Regions from separate parts of the Sus scrofa genome. Here region 2 is linked to region 1. The links are chromatin contacts, called in public Hi-C maps. All regions are on one chromosome and are shown on one strand. Each heading gives the region's core, a stretch centred on a gene start, on an enhancer-like site or on the middle of the called end of the contact. The rest is flanking DNA. Distances are from core to core; before and after follow the strand shown. Region 1 holds the start of CUL5 (cullin-5). Region 2 holds the start of DDX10 (probable ATP-dependent RNA helicase DDX10).

Evidence for each region. Hi-C and Micro-C count contacts between places; a contact is called where the count stands out from the background.
Region 2: a Hi-C map of skeletal muscle shows a contact between it and region 1, with 5 times the contacts expected there. The contact joins the promoter of DDX10 here to the promoter of CUL5 in region 1. A contact is called at or near these places in 3 of 5 promoter capture datasets (fetal liver, fetal skeletal muscle and liver), 20 of 47 Hi-C or Micro-C datasets (adipose tissue, alveolar macrophages, blood and 13 more) and 2 of 2 datasets of contacts at active chromatin or transcription factors (alveolar macrophages and skeletal muscle).

What each region holds. Positions count from the first base shown.
Region 1 is chr9:36,417,256-36,424,085 of Sscrofa11.1, forward strand. It overlaps CUL5 (cullin-5), which reads left to right and starts at 2,551. Exons shown (of 19, transcript XM_005667298.3): 1 at 2,551-3,067. The coding sequence starts at 3,044.
Region 2 is chr9:37,004,907-37,011,924 of Sscrofa11.1, forward strand. DDX10 (probable ATP-dependent RNA helicase DDX10) reads left to right here and starts at 1,665. Exons shown (of 18, transcript XM_021062753.1): 1 at 1,665-1,985. The coding sequence starts at 1,800. It overlaps LOC106504871 (a long non-coding RNA gene), which reads right to left and starts at 1,475. Exons shown (of 3, transcript XR_001298767.2): 1 at 1,355-1,475.

The sequences.
Region 1 (6,830 bases), core at 1,301-3,800:
TTCTGTGCCAACTACCAGGTGAAATGATTTGAGGACTGGGGAAATGATCACTGGGTGAGTCTGTAGATGCAGGGAACGCACTGTAAGCTGGACCTAATCAGCTTATTACCTGGTCCCTAAATGCCCCCATTCTAACAGTGGAACCATGGGGACCCTTCAGATTCTGAATATCAGTGTCAACTTGGACCCTGTGTCCAATGGTCCTTGAAATATGTAGGTATTCCCCATTTCCCACATCATAATTACCCACACTTTACAATGATTAGAGTAATCTAGGCATGAAACCATGTGGACACAACTATCAGAATGTTCATCAAGGTAGGTGTGCTTTATCTGCAGAGAGTTCTAGAGATGGTTAACAGAACATAATGCTTATGACAGTTAATTTTGTGAATCAACTTGGCTGAGCCAGAGTGTCCAGATATTTGATCAAATGTTATTCGAAGTTTCTGTGAGGGTAATTTTTGGATGAAGTTAGATTTTAAATCAGTGGATGTTGAGTAAAGCAGATTGTCCTCCATAACGTGAGCAGGACTCATCCAATCAGTTGAAGGCCTGAATAGGACAAAGAGACCAGCATTCTTTGAGCAAGAAAGAATTCTCCTGCAGAATGCCTTTGGATTTTGTCTACAACATAGACTCTTCCTGGTTCTATACAGCAGATGGCTTTTGTACTTGAGCTGGAATATCGGCTTTCCTGGATCTCCAGCCTTGCCAGCCCACCCTGCAGATTCTGCACTTGTCAAGTTCCAAGATCACATGAGCCAATTCCTCACAATAAATTATATATAAAACATACTGAATTGGTTCTGTATCTCTGGAGAACCCTGACAAATACAGTGTCCCTGTTGTAAAATACATGGACAGCCAAACTGGTATACTCAGTCGATGCCATCAAAAGGAAGCAAGGATGAATGATCAGGTGGTTCAGGGCAGTCATCCCAATAAAGAGTCATGACCCTTGCCCAGTTTTTGGAATTGAACCAGTTTTCAAACCCAGAACCTATTGACCTCTAAGAGGCATCCCTATGTTGACCTTCTGGCAGGACATTATAGGCCTAGTAGCTCTGAATCCTTGTTCTACTGCATATTCATTGTTTAATCATGCTTAGATTACTCTAATAAACCATTGTAAAGTGTGGGGCACCTAGGTGGCGTGATTGATTTCATAAGCTCATACAAGCATTTTCTAAATTACTCTTCTCCTTGTATTCACTACACAGCAGTCAAATGATCATGTTGAAATGGGAGTCTGATCATGCCACTCCCTTGTTCAAAAGCTGGCAATGGTCGCACATCTTAGAATAAAAGTCAGTCTTTCCAGTGGTCTACAAGGCCCTATAAGGCCTTATGCTCCCCTTAATCTCCCTGCTCTGAATACACCAACTTTCTTACTGTTCCTCTGACACTCTGGGCAACTTGCCCCTGTGCATCCCTGTCTGGAATGCTCTCCTCCCACATATGTCCTGGCCTGCTCCCTCTCTCTTTCAGTACTTTGTTCAAATGCGATCTTCTCTGTGAGCCCTACTTAGATCCCTCTATTTAAATTGCAAGCTTCAGGGAGTCCTCATCATGGCTCAGTGGTAATGAATCCAATTAGTATCCATGGTGAGGGTTCGATCCCTGGCCTTGCTCAGTGGGTTAAGGATCTGGCATTGCCATAAGCTGTGATGCAGTTCGCAGACAAAGCTGGGATTCAGCATTGCTGTGGCAGTGGTGTGGGCTGGTAGCTACAGTTTCGATTTGATCCCTAGCCTGGGAACTTCCACATGCCACTGGGTGTGGCCCTAAAAAGACAAAAATAAAATAAAATAAATTCCAAGCTTCAGCCCCCTTCCCTGCTTTATTTTACTCTATAGCTCTTATTTACTTCTAATGTATTATGAATGTATGAATGAATACTGCTTGGAAACATGTATAATAAAATATTCTAGGAGTTTCCTCTGGCTCAGCAGTTAATGAACCAACTAGGATGCAGGTTCTATCCCTGGCCTGGCTCAGTGTATTAAGGATCTGGCTTTGCTGTGAACTGTGATGTAGGTCATAAATTAGGCTCAGATCTGGCAATGCTATGGCTGTGGCATAGGCTGGCAGCTGTAGCTCTGATTCCACCCCTAGCCTGGGAACCCTCATATGCCCTGAGTGTGGCCCTAAAACAGCCCCCCTCCAAAAAAATATATATATAGATAGATAGATATTCTAGATTCCACATGTAAATGATATTCTTTTTCTTTGGCCAGTAGTTTGAGGTTTGAAGGGATAAAGCTTATGAGCTTATGGTTTAATATCTTTACTGTGTCTTCAGGTAATCCAAGGTTGTTATGCATTACCTGAACAAACTCTTATCGAGTATTTCAGTGCCAGGCACTCTTGAGTAGAAATATTAATAGTTAATACGTGTGTGTATTCGTTCACTCACGCAAATACATATTTACTGGGTGCCAGTTCTACTGGAGACACCCATTATAAGCGTTTCATTGGCTGTTCCCCGGAACCCCGGAGGCCGGAAAGGAGGGAAGACGTTCAGTCCTGCCAGCAGGGGGCGCGCGCGCCCTCCCCGCAGCCTCTCTGCCCACCGAGGCGTCCAGGCTCCACAGCTCGCTCCCGAGCGCGCCCCCGCCCGCCGCGTCACGTGATGCGGCCACCGACCCTGAGCTGCCGGGCCTAAGCCGAGCTAAATTCGTTGCCGGGGGCCTCTGCGGTGCAACCACAAAAGCTAATCCGAAGGAGGGGGTAGGGTTGTGGGGTCGATGCTTCCTCTTCCAATTCAGGTCGGCTCCGGTTACCGTCTCACCCTTCGCCGTTTGCGGCTCCCGGGGCGTTTGCATGCGCTCTTTCGTGCGGGGAAGCTCCGGTGACCATGTAGGGGAAAGCGGGAGGAAGCTCCAGCTGCCTGAGGGGAGGTCGGCGCGGTCGGCACGCCGCCTGGCACCCACCGCCTCGCGGGCCGCTGGCCCAGGTGGGAGCCCGGCCTGCAGTCGCGGCCTGACCCGGAGCGCCGCCAAGTCTCGCGCCGTCTCGCGAGAGTCCAAGTTGAAGGAACATGGCGACGTCTAATCTGTTAAAGGTAAGATCCTCCGTCCGGCTTGGTTTTTACTCCGGGGCTGCTGGTTCAGCTCTGAGGGAAGGGCTTGGCTTAGGTTCCGCGGCGAAGTGTGCGAATGTTCGGGAGTTGTCTGCGGGAAGGGACGTCGGGAGGCTGCCGCCGAGGGCCAGACTTAGGTCTTCGGCCTTGGGGTCGGGAGGCCGGTCGTCCGCCCGCGGGTCGGCGGCTGTGAGGCGGCGGCGGGCTGGGGGCCGTGCCTTCGGGACCCCGGAGGACAGTGCTGTGCCCGGACGGCTCGGCCAGGTGGCGTTCCCAGGGTCTCGGTTCTTCTGAAGCGAGAGTCCAGGACGCATAAAAGGAAGATCCAGGAAAATGTGGCCGAACTGGTTTTAATGCCTCGACCCCCACCTCCTCAATTTCTGTTCTCCTGTCTGCACGAAATTCCAAGACCCAGGGCAGTGCCCGCCGCCCTGCTCCCTCCCTTTCCTGCACGCCGCACCTTCCCTCCCTTTCTCCCTTTCTCGAGTTCATGTTTTAGGACTCTGTTCCTCAACCCCAGTACTGCTGAGGAAGCACTGCCATCGTTTTAGGGCTTGGGAAACTTGCCTTATGAAAGAAAACGGTTAAAGTTAGTTTTCTATATTTGGGATAGAGAGGGAGATCTAGGGCCAGAGGGGCAGGTCTACCATCATTTACAAAGTTTGGAGGAGAAGGAAGAAGGCATAACACTAGTTTCTTCTATGCGGTGTTTGTAGTAGGAACCTTTTGCTTTAAAAGTATTGACTGAATTGGGGGTAGTGATGAACTTAGGGAACACAGTGCAAAGGCTGAACTCCTCCGTCAAACCTATCATGCCTTCAGACTGTGGATGGATAACAAAATAATAGAGTGGCAGATATAAAATTACTGTAACCATTCATGTTCTCTTTAGACTACTAATATTAACTGTCTAATAGATGAGACTGTCTTATAAAATGTAGACCTAACTTACAGATTTAAGAGGCAATGTATCTTCTTTTAAAAGGGGAGGACCTAGAACTAGACTGAATTTCTGCCACTTAGAAGCTATATGACTTTGGGGAAGTTTCTAAACCTCTCTGTGCGGGAGTTTTTTCATCAATACAATGGAATTGTCAATAGCTCACTTCAATAGAAGCATTGTGAAAATTGAGTTAATAATGTAAAAATCTTAAAACAATGTCTAGCATTTAATTAGTACACAATACACATAAATTACTGGAGTTACTATTTCTGCTGTTTCTCTAAGAAAACAAGTTCATGGGAATTGAGTAACCTATTCTACTCTACCCTTTTATGAGAGTACAGCAAAGTTCTAATATATTAATTCTGAAAGAAAACTTGTTTAAGTTCTGAAGACTCTTGTTAATGCATAGAAAACAATTGCATTGTTAATTGAAATGTGTTCAAGAAGTAATTCGATACCTCATTCTTTGTGATTTTTCTTTTTCTTTTTGGCCATGTCATGTGGAAGTTCCTGGGCCAGGAATCAAACCCACACCACAGCAGCCACCCATGCTGCTTCACTGACAATGCTTAACCTGCTGCACCACAGGAGAACTCCTCTTTGTGAATTTTTGACTTGTTGCTGTAAAACAAGGTCTTCCCCCCGCAGAATTACCTCTCAGAAAAGAGCAAGTCACTTTATTCTGTTCTACTCCATACAAAGCCTTAAAAAGGATTATTTGGAGGACATGTAAGTCTGAAGCTACTTCATTCATTACTATTTTTTTTTTTTTTTTTGGTCTTTTTGCTACTTCTTGGGCCGCTCCTGCGGCATATGGAGGTTCCCAGGCTAGGGGTCCAATCGGAGCTGTAGCCACCGGCCTACACCAGAGCCACAGCAACGCGAGATCCGAGCCACGTCTGCAACCTACACCACAGCTCATGGCAATGCCGGATCCTTAACCCACTGAGCAAGGGCAGGAACCGAACCCGCAACCTCATGGTTCCTAATCGGATTCGTTAACCACTGCGCCACGACGGGAACTCCGATTACTATTAAGTGGTTACCTTGCAGAGATTATGAATCTACTTCTACAGCACACACTTACTTATAGATGAAAAAATTGCCTGAATGTATAGAAATAGGCACTTAGGAGTTAGGTTAAAAAAGCTCATAAAAAAATCAAAAAATTCTGTAACTCAAACAACTTTTATCAAAAAAGTAAAGTGATAATACTTTGACAAAATTGGTAAACGTTGCTCTAGTGAACATGAAGAGATGTCAACGATACACTTGACAAAATTTCAACAAATTAATGAAATGTTGAAAAGAGGGAAAAAGAATTTCTAAATGTTCTTATTTTTTTTATTTTTTATTTTTTTGTCTTTTTGCCATTTCTTGGGCCACTCTCACGGCATATGGAGGTTCCCAGGCTAGGGGTTGAATCGGAGCTGTAGCTGCCGGCCTACGCCAGAGCCACAGCAACTCAGGATCCGAGCCATGTCTGCGACCTACACCACAGCTCACGGCAATGCCGGATCCTTAACCCACTGAACAAGGCCAGAGATCGAACCCGCAACCTCATGGTTCCTATTCGGATTCGTTAACTACCGCGCCACGATGGGAACTCCTAAATGTTCTTTTACATAGTATGTGATTTTAAACATATTTAACTAATGTAATAAAATAAAAATGGATGTTATAAGTAGACAGTTGATTTTTATCACCAAAAGTTTACATATTCAAGTTGGCCAGAAAACCCTTTTTATTTTTTTTCTTTTTTCACTCTTTATTGGAGGGGTGGGAGGATTGGCGAACTGCCTTGTTTATACATTTAGAAATAGTTAATGAAAACGTGGGATGTTTGTCTTCTTGGACAAATGCAGTGAGACCCTTAACAGAATTCACAGGATCATTTAAATTCAAGTCTGGTGGTACCTTGAGTAGAAACAAAGCTGGCTGGGCAGTGACCAGATTAGACTCATTTGCTTTTTTGACAGGATTAATAGACTGGTTCATTAGACAGATGCTTTAGAGTTGTGCAATTAGATTTCATCAGAGCTTTTTTTGATAGAATTATCATGTCTTATGGTCAAAATGGAGAAATATGGGCTAGATGATAAAGCATTTAGAATTGGATTATCAGTTAAACAACTGTACTTGAAGAATGATGAGTAATAAATCATCATCAACCCTTAATGGAGGCCTTTAGTGTCTTGCTGAAAAAATATGCCCTCTTCCTATTTACTGGTAACTTGGTTGTAGTTAAGTTCGTTGAATTTGTGGATGAAGAGTTCATAGGGATAGCTAATATGTTATTTAAGATAACAAATTAAAAACTGTGATATGAAACTTACATTTCAGAACCCAATGCGATAAAAACCATCTACTTTTTTTTTTTTTTGTCCTTGCCTGTAGCATGTGGCAGTTCCCAGGCCAGGGGTCCAATCTGTGCCACAGGACCTCCCCCCCATAGTAGTGTTTTTTTTCTTTTTATTCTGTTTTGGGGGGGGGGCGGAGCTGCATTGTGGCATATGGAGGTTCCTAGGCTAGGTCGAAGCAGAGCTGTACCCGCATGCCGATGCCACATCCACAGCAACGCCAGATCCGAACCCATCTGTGACCTACACAGAAACCCACTGCAGCAATGGATCTTAACTCACTGAGCGAGGCCAAGGATTGAACCTGCATCCTCATGGATACTAGTCGGGTTCATTACCACCGAGCCACAATGGAAATTCCCCACATAGTTTTTATATTGGAATTTGTTACAATAATAATTGTAGACTATTGCTGGATTTTGGAAATATTTTGAATGTT
Region 2 (7,018 bases), core at 415-2,914, 590 kb after region 1:
TGACGGCAGTGCAAAAATTGTGACTGTGAAAGAAAATAATGTTACCTGAGTGAAGTTTTATTTATTTTTTGCTTTTTAGGGCCACACCTGTGGCATATGGAAGTTCCTAGGCAAAGGTCAACTGGAGCTACAGCTGCCAGCCTACCCACAGCCACAGCAACTAGGGATCTGAGCCTTGTCTGTGACCTATACCACAGCTCAGTGCTGGATCCTTTAACCCACTGAGTGAGGCCAGGGATAGAACCTGCATCCTCATGGATACTAATCAAATTCATTTCTGCTGCACCACATCAGGGACTCCCTGACTGAAGTTTTAAATCCTACAGTTTTGAGGTTAACATGTTATGGCAAGTAGAAAAGAGAGTATCTTTGGGTTCATAGATTGATATCTGGAAAACTGAAATCTGGTACAAATAATAATTTTAGTGGCAATAGTATATTAATAATAATAATAATAAGCAAAACCACTAAACAACAATTCCCCATTTCCTCTCTCCCCAGCCCCTGGCAACCACCATTCTACTTTCCATCTCTATAAACCTGACTACTCTAGGTACCTCATTTAAGTGGTATCACAAGGTATTTGTCTTTTTGTGATTTATTTCACTCAGCATAACTTCAAGGTTTATCTAGGTCGTAGCATTGCCAGAATTCCCTTCCTTCTTAAGGCTGAATAGTATTCCATAGTATGGAAATGCCACATTTGCTTATCCATCGTTGTGGATGGACACTTGTGCTGCTTCCACATTTTGGCCGTTGTGAATAATGTTGCTATGAACATGGGAGGTACAGGTTTCTTCCAGACACTGCTTTCAATTCTTTTGTGTGTTTATCCAGAAGTAGAATGGCTGGATCTTGTGGTAGTTCTATTTTTAACTTTTAGTGGACCTATATGTACTTTTATGTAACCTCCCCTTATTGAAGTTTACTCTCTACTACATCTAGTGACTCCCTGCCACGCCCCCAACTCCATATTCTCTTTAGAGACTTGACATGTGGTTCCGGTATTTATCTGGCTACGTGGGGTTGGAAAGGGAATTTCAGCCCCGAACTCTCTGCATATGAACCTTGAACTTAATCTCTGTTTTTCCTTGCTACAACTCTGCTCCACCCCTATCTAGACTACATCTGTGCCCTAGGTAAATGTACCGGGAAAACTAATTCACGGAAAGACAATTCACTTAAATGGCCAATTTGCAAATAATTTTCTCTTAATCCTTTATTAATGTATCAGTTTGTCTTCATAATAGCATTTTAAAGCAAATTTAATTTGATTCTGCTCTAGTTCCCTGCTGCTGCAGCTAGAATCTGACAGGCTAAAAAAAAAAGGAAAAACCCTAAAGCTATTACCTACCTGTTTGATTTTTGGGCAAATCATTCGGCTCCATGGACAAAATATGCAAGACCGGGCTTACAATTGTAATTCACAGACTGTGTGTTTAAGTGCGAAATTGTGTGACGCCACCATAGTAACAGCAATCAGCGCGCATGCGCCCATTTAAAGCACCAGCGTGCCCCTGGAGCCACTCAGCCCCGCCCTCTTCCTCAGGTTGCACCGCCTCCGTTTCCCCGAGACGACTCCGCTCCGCCCTGCAGATTCCCAGTAGCCAATCACCGCCCATTTCTTTCTCGCCGCGGACGGCGCGTGCCTGGTTTCAAAGGCCCGAGGGCGGGCACCTGGTTTTGCGCACGCGCCCTCGCCTTCTCTCCCCACGCTGGTTCCGCGTCCTCGGAGTGGTGCCTCTGTCCGCCTCGGTTGCCAAGGGTCTGGGTGAGATCCGGGCTGTCGCGCCACCGCGATGGGCAAAACTGCCGATTCCCGGGGCCTCGGAGTCCGGCCCGACCCGGTGCGGAGCTTCAATCGTTGGAAGAAGAAGCACAGCTACAGGCAGAGTCAAAAGAAACAGTTGAGGAAGCAGCTGAAGAAGCCCGAGTGGCAAGTGGAGCGTGAGGTTATCAGCCGCCTCGTGCAGAACTATGAAAAGGTGAGTCCTGAGGGGGGGGGGTGCGGGGTGGGCCCCGCGGGAGAGCAAGGCATGGGGTGGTCCGGCAGATGCGCGGGGCTGCGTGTCCCTGCGGCGCGGGACTTCACAGGGGACTCTGTCAGGGGAGCTGCTGAGAGGTGCTACCTAGGCCCTCATGAGGCCACAGGTGGTCTGCTGGGTGCCACAGTCCAGGCCTCCCGACAGTTCAGGCCGCTCTTCTGCTGACCACACTGTTCTTGGTAAAGTGATGGAAATGCAGTGTTTCTTAAGCATAGGGAGAGTGATTGCTGTAATGGTTACAGTTTTATTCATAAAAATTATTTATTCATGCCGCCAACGAGAGTAACGGTAAATAATGACACCTACATTTCAAGCCACCCATCGTGTGCTTTACATTAATTATTTGACTTGACCTGAAGTAATGGTTCTTATTCCCGTTTCGCAGATGAGAACATCGAGCCTCTGAGAGGATAACTTGTCCTTGGCTCTCACCTGTAGTAGGTGCTGTGGAACTGGAACCTAGACTGAGTCCAAAGCCTTTGCTTTTAATTGGTCTTTATGCCAGCCTTGCATCTCTCAACATCACCCATCCTTCCTGTGCTCATTTCATTTTCGCAGCTTGTTTCATGGCCCCATCCAAGAACTAGTATAAAAAAGCTGCACCCCTGGTCTGTTGCTGGTACCTGCCATTCCGCAATGTAGGTGATACTCCTTGATGAGAATCCCCATAGTTACAGTTTTGACTTCTTGATCTCTTCCACCCTCAAGCTTCTTGCGGCTGTCCCTACCCTTTCTTTTCCTTCCCCTAATTACACCTCTTTTGGCCTTAACTCATCTCACTCAGCCTCTCAGTGATTGCTCTTTTCTAGAACAGGATTTAACACCGCCACATATCTGGAATTAAAGTCATCAGAGGTCATGCTAGTATAGCTTTCCTTTAAACAACACTTAGATCAAAAGTAAGTTTAGATAGAGCTGAGAGTGTTTTGGGCTTTGAAGTTAAGATGGTGATGATTTGATCCTGGCTTTTGCTCACCCAGTGAATGATGTGGGGCAAGTTACTTAACTTTGCTTCCCTTTTCTTGTCTTTAAAAGGCATAATAGTATCCATCTTGTAAGTTATGGGCAGTTAGTAAGAATGCATGTAGAGTATTCTGCGCAATGCCTGACACATGCAAATATTCCATATATTACCTGTTATTACTATTACCCTTACATACTCAGCATCTCAAAAAGCCATTGTAAATTACTGTTATTTTGCATTTGGGGCTTTTTGACTAGAATTGCTTAGGGAGGAGAGCCTCAGCCCTTGCTTATTCTCACTCTTCTCTTGTATAATCCTAAAGTTTATTCCTATTAACTCCTTCTTGTGTTCTACCCAGAGCACTTCTGAGTTTATATATATATTTTTTTCTCCTGACTGTGCTGGATGGCTTTATCTGTGTCATAGAATTCCTTATATACCACAAATCTAAAACTGAGATCATTATTTTTTTCTTTTAAATTCACAATTCTGAGGTGTTTTTTCTTTTTAAGGCCGCCCGCCTGGCATATGGAAGTTCCCAGGCTGGGGATGGAATCAGAGCTATAGCTGCTGCCCTACACCACATCCACAGCAATGTGGGATCCAGTCTGCATCTGTGACCATAGCTCAAGGCAATGCTGGATGCTTGACCCACTGAGCGAGGCCAGGGATCAAACTTGCATCCTCATGGATACTAGTCGGATTTGTTTCCACTGCACCACAATGGGAGCTCCCCACAATTTTGTGTACTATTTCCTTGTATTATTTCCTTATTGCCACCATGGCAAATTACCACAAACTTCATGGCTTAAAACAATAGAAATGTATTCTCTTGTAGTTCTGGAAGCCAGAAATCTGAAATCAGTCTCACTGGGCTGAAATCAGGGTGTCAGTAGGCCCACATGCTCTCTCTGGAGCTCTAGAGGAAACTCCATTTTTTTCTCTCCCAGCTTCTGGGGGTTGTTTGTATTCTTTGGCTTGTGGCTTCATCACTGCCATCTCTGCCTCTGTGGACAGATTGCCTTCTCCTGCTCCATGTCAGATCTGCCTCTATCCTTTTTTTGGTAGGGATAACTTTTGGTCACAATTCAGGTACTCAGATACTTGAGGATAATCTCCCCATCTCAAGATCTTTAATCACTGTACGAAGTCACTTTTGTTATGTAAGATTATATCCACCGTTCTGGAAGTTAGGATTGAACATATTTGGGAATGATTCTTGAGCCTATCACATCCTAGCCCCACTATCCAAGCAGACTGCTGACTTGGACACCTAGGAGTAATCCTGGAGGCTTCTCTTGTCACTCCTACATCCAATTAGTCACACTGGTGATCTACTCTGCCTCTTAAATCTCCCAATTGCTTCTCCATCCCTAGTCCCAAGCCTTAGTTCAGGCCCCATCATCTCTTGCCTGGGTTGCTACAATAGCTATTGCTATGGGTCAGCAGACTTTTTCTGTAAGGGATGGGACAGTACATGGTTTCAGTTTTGCAGGTTGTAAGGGTGGAACTATTCAACTCAGCCATTGTAACACAAAAGCTGCCATGGAAATACTTAAACAAATGGGCATGGTTGTGAGGTTGTGTTCTAGCAAAACTTCCATTACTAAAACAGGTGGCTGATGGGATTTGGCCATTGGACCTTATTGCCTTCTATTCTCTCCTTCATATTGCTGCTAGAATGATTCTTTCCAAGATGAAATCTAATAGTTTTACTCCTGATTGAAACCCTTCCTTGGCTCACAGTTACTTTTAGGAAAGTGGTCACTTAAACGTGTCAGCATGTTCTAGTCCAGTGAGAGTAAGTTTTCTGGGGGTCAGGCAGACCTAGTTTAAATCTTGCTCAGCTCAGGTGTTGACTAGCCAAGTTTTTTTTAACATCCCTGTGTCTCAGTTTCTTCATTCAACAGAGATTATTAGCCATGCAGAGTGTTGTAAGGCTCAGAGGAGGTAATATATGTAAACCAAGCAATATGTGTTAGGGACACCTGTTTGGTGCATGACGACCTTTTCCAGGTGACTTTATTCTGCTTAATAAGATGGGTCCATTCTTGGTTTCTTGTTTTAATAATTACTAACATTTATCAAGCCTTTATGCATGTTCACTTGCCATATCCTCACAACAAACAACCCCATGAGATTATTCCCATTATATAAGTGAGGAAATTTTAAAACACAGCAAATTAAGGAATTTGTGCAACGTTGAATAGTAAGTGAAAAAGTTCTAATCCAGGAGGCATAGTTCTGATGTCAGAGCTTGCTTTCTGTGTTGCACAAATGTTTAAATCACAATCTTTGCACTGAATTGAAGGAGGAATTTGTCCCCACCGAGTAGTGTTCTGTTTTTATTTTTTTTAATCTTAGAAATATTTTAATATTTTTGTCAAGAAACAAATGTGTGAAATCAGTTGCCAGGGCTAGCCGTAGTAGAATACAATCGAAGCCGATTGGTTATTCTCTAGGTAACAGAGGGGCAGACCCTCACCATATGGCTTCTTAGATGATGGAACTTATGCATAAAAGTTCTATTACAGCGAATAGTACACAAATGTTTACTAGCCTTTTATACTGAACAATTGGTGAAATACTGAAGTGGTGATATACTGAACAATTTGATTGAGAGACATTTTGAAACAATTTGACAGATACTGGTTGAGGTCCCAGTAAAAATAGGTGGGAAAAAAAAAATACAACCTCTGGGTCCCTAGGGAGGTGGGGTAGGATTGATAAATTTTGACAAATATTGTCTTAGTGAATATGTGCTATGGAGTTAGAGGTGTTATTAGATGGTGTAATTAGGGGAAAAGGTTGAGTTATTCTATACAGAGCCTTTTCTGGCCATGGGATTTAGAGAAACCTGTTTCTTCTGGGCATTGCTACCCTTCCTCTCAGCGGTTGCTGCCTCAGGCCTGGCTTGTGGAACTGAATGTTGGCTGGTTTCAGCGCCTGCACTTCAGCCTTACCAGGTGCAGGGCACGGATTGTGTAGGGCACGCACTGTCCAGCAGTTTGTGGTAGCTGTGAGTGGAGCTAGTTCTTGAATGATGTGTTCTCCAGGTAGAAAAGATTGCAAGGAAGTTGTAGGTGGAAGAACAACAGGAGGATGTACAGCGATGTGAAGGTATACGGAGTTCTCTGAGGGGAACATACTCCTTGAGTGTGGTGTGTGTTCCTGAATTGGCTTCAGATGGGGCTGGAGAAGAGTGGTGGAGGTGGACTGAATGGCTTTGGGGACTGTGGTAGGTAGGATAACAGCTTCCTAAAGATGTCAGCATCCTGATCCCCAGACCTGTGAGTACATGGCAAGGGGTCATGTGAGATTGCCACTCACCTGATCTTTTTTTTTTTTTAATTTTTTTTGCTTTTTAGGGCTGCACCCGCGGCATATGGAGGTTCCCAGGTTAGGGGTCCAATTGGAGCTACAGCTTATGGCTTATGCCGCAGTCACAGCAACGCCAGATCTGAGCTGTGTCTGCGACCTACACCACAGCTTACAGCAACGCCGGATCCTTAACCCACTGAGCGAGGCCAGGGATCGAACCTGCAACCTCATGGTTCCTAGTCAGATTCGTTTCCGCTGTGCCATGATGGGAACTCCAGCTACTCACTTGCTCTTAAACTTTGGTGATTGATCTGGATTTTCCAGGTGGACCCAGTGTAATCATCCAAGGGTCCTTACATGTAGAGGAGGGGGCAGAAGAGTCAGTGTCAGAGCATTGTGAAGTGAGAGGGTTGACCTCCATGCTGGCTGGCTTTGAAGATGGAAGGTTGCCAGAAGCCAAGGAATTCAGGCAGCCAAGAAAGCTGGAATGCAGCCTTGCCAACACCTTGATTTTAGCTGAGTGAAACAAGTTTTGGATTTATGACTTTTAGACTTGTAGGTTAATAAAGTTATGTTGGTTTAAGCTGCTCTTCATGGAAGTAGGTAACTTATACAGAGGCTATGTTTAGGAACTATCTGGAAGCAGTGGTGAGTTACTGGGGGCAATAGAGAGTATATCCAGACTGTA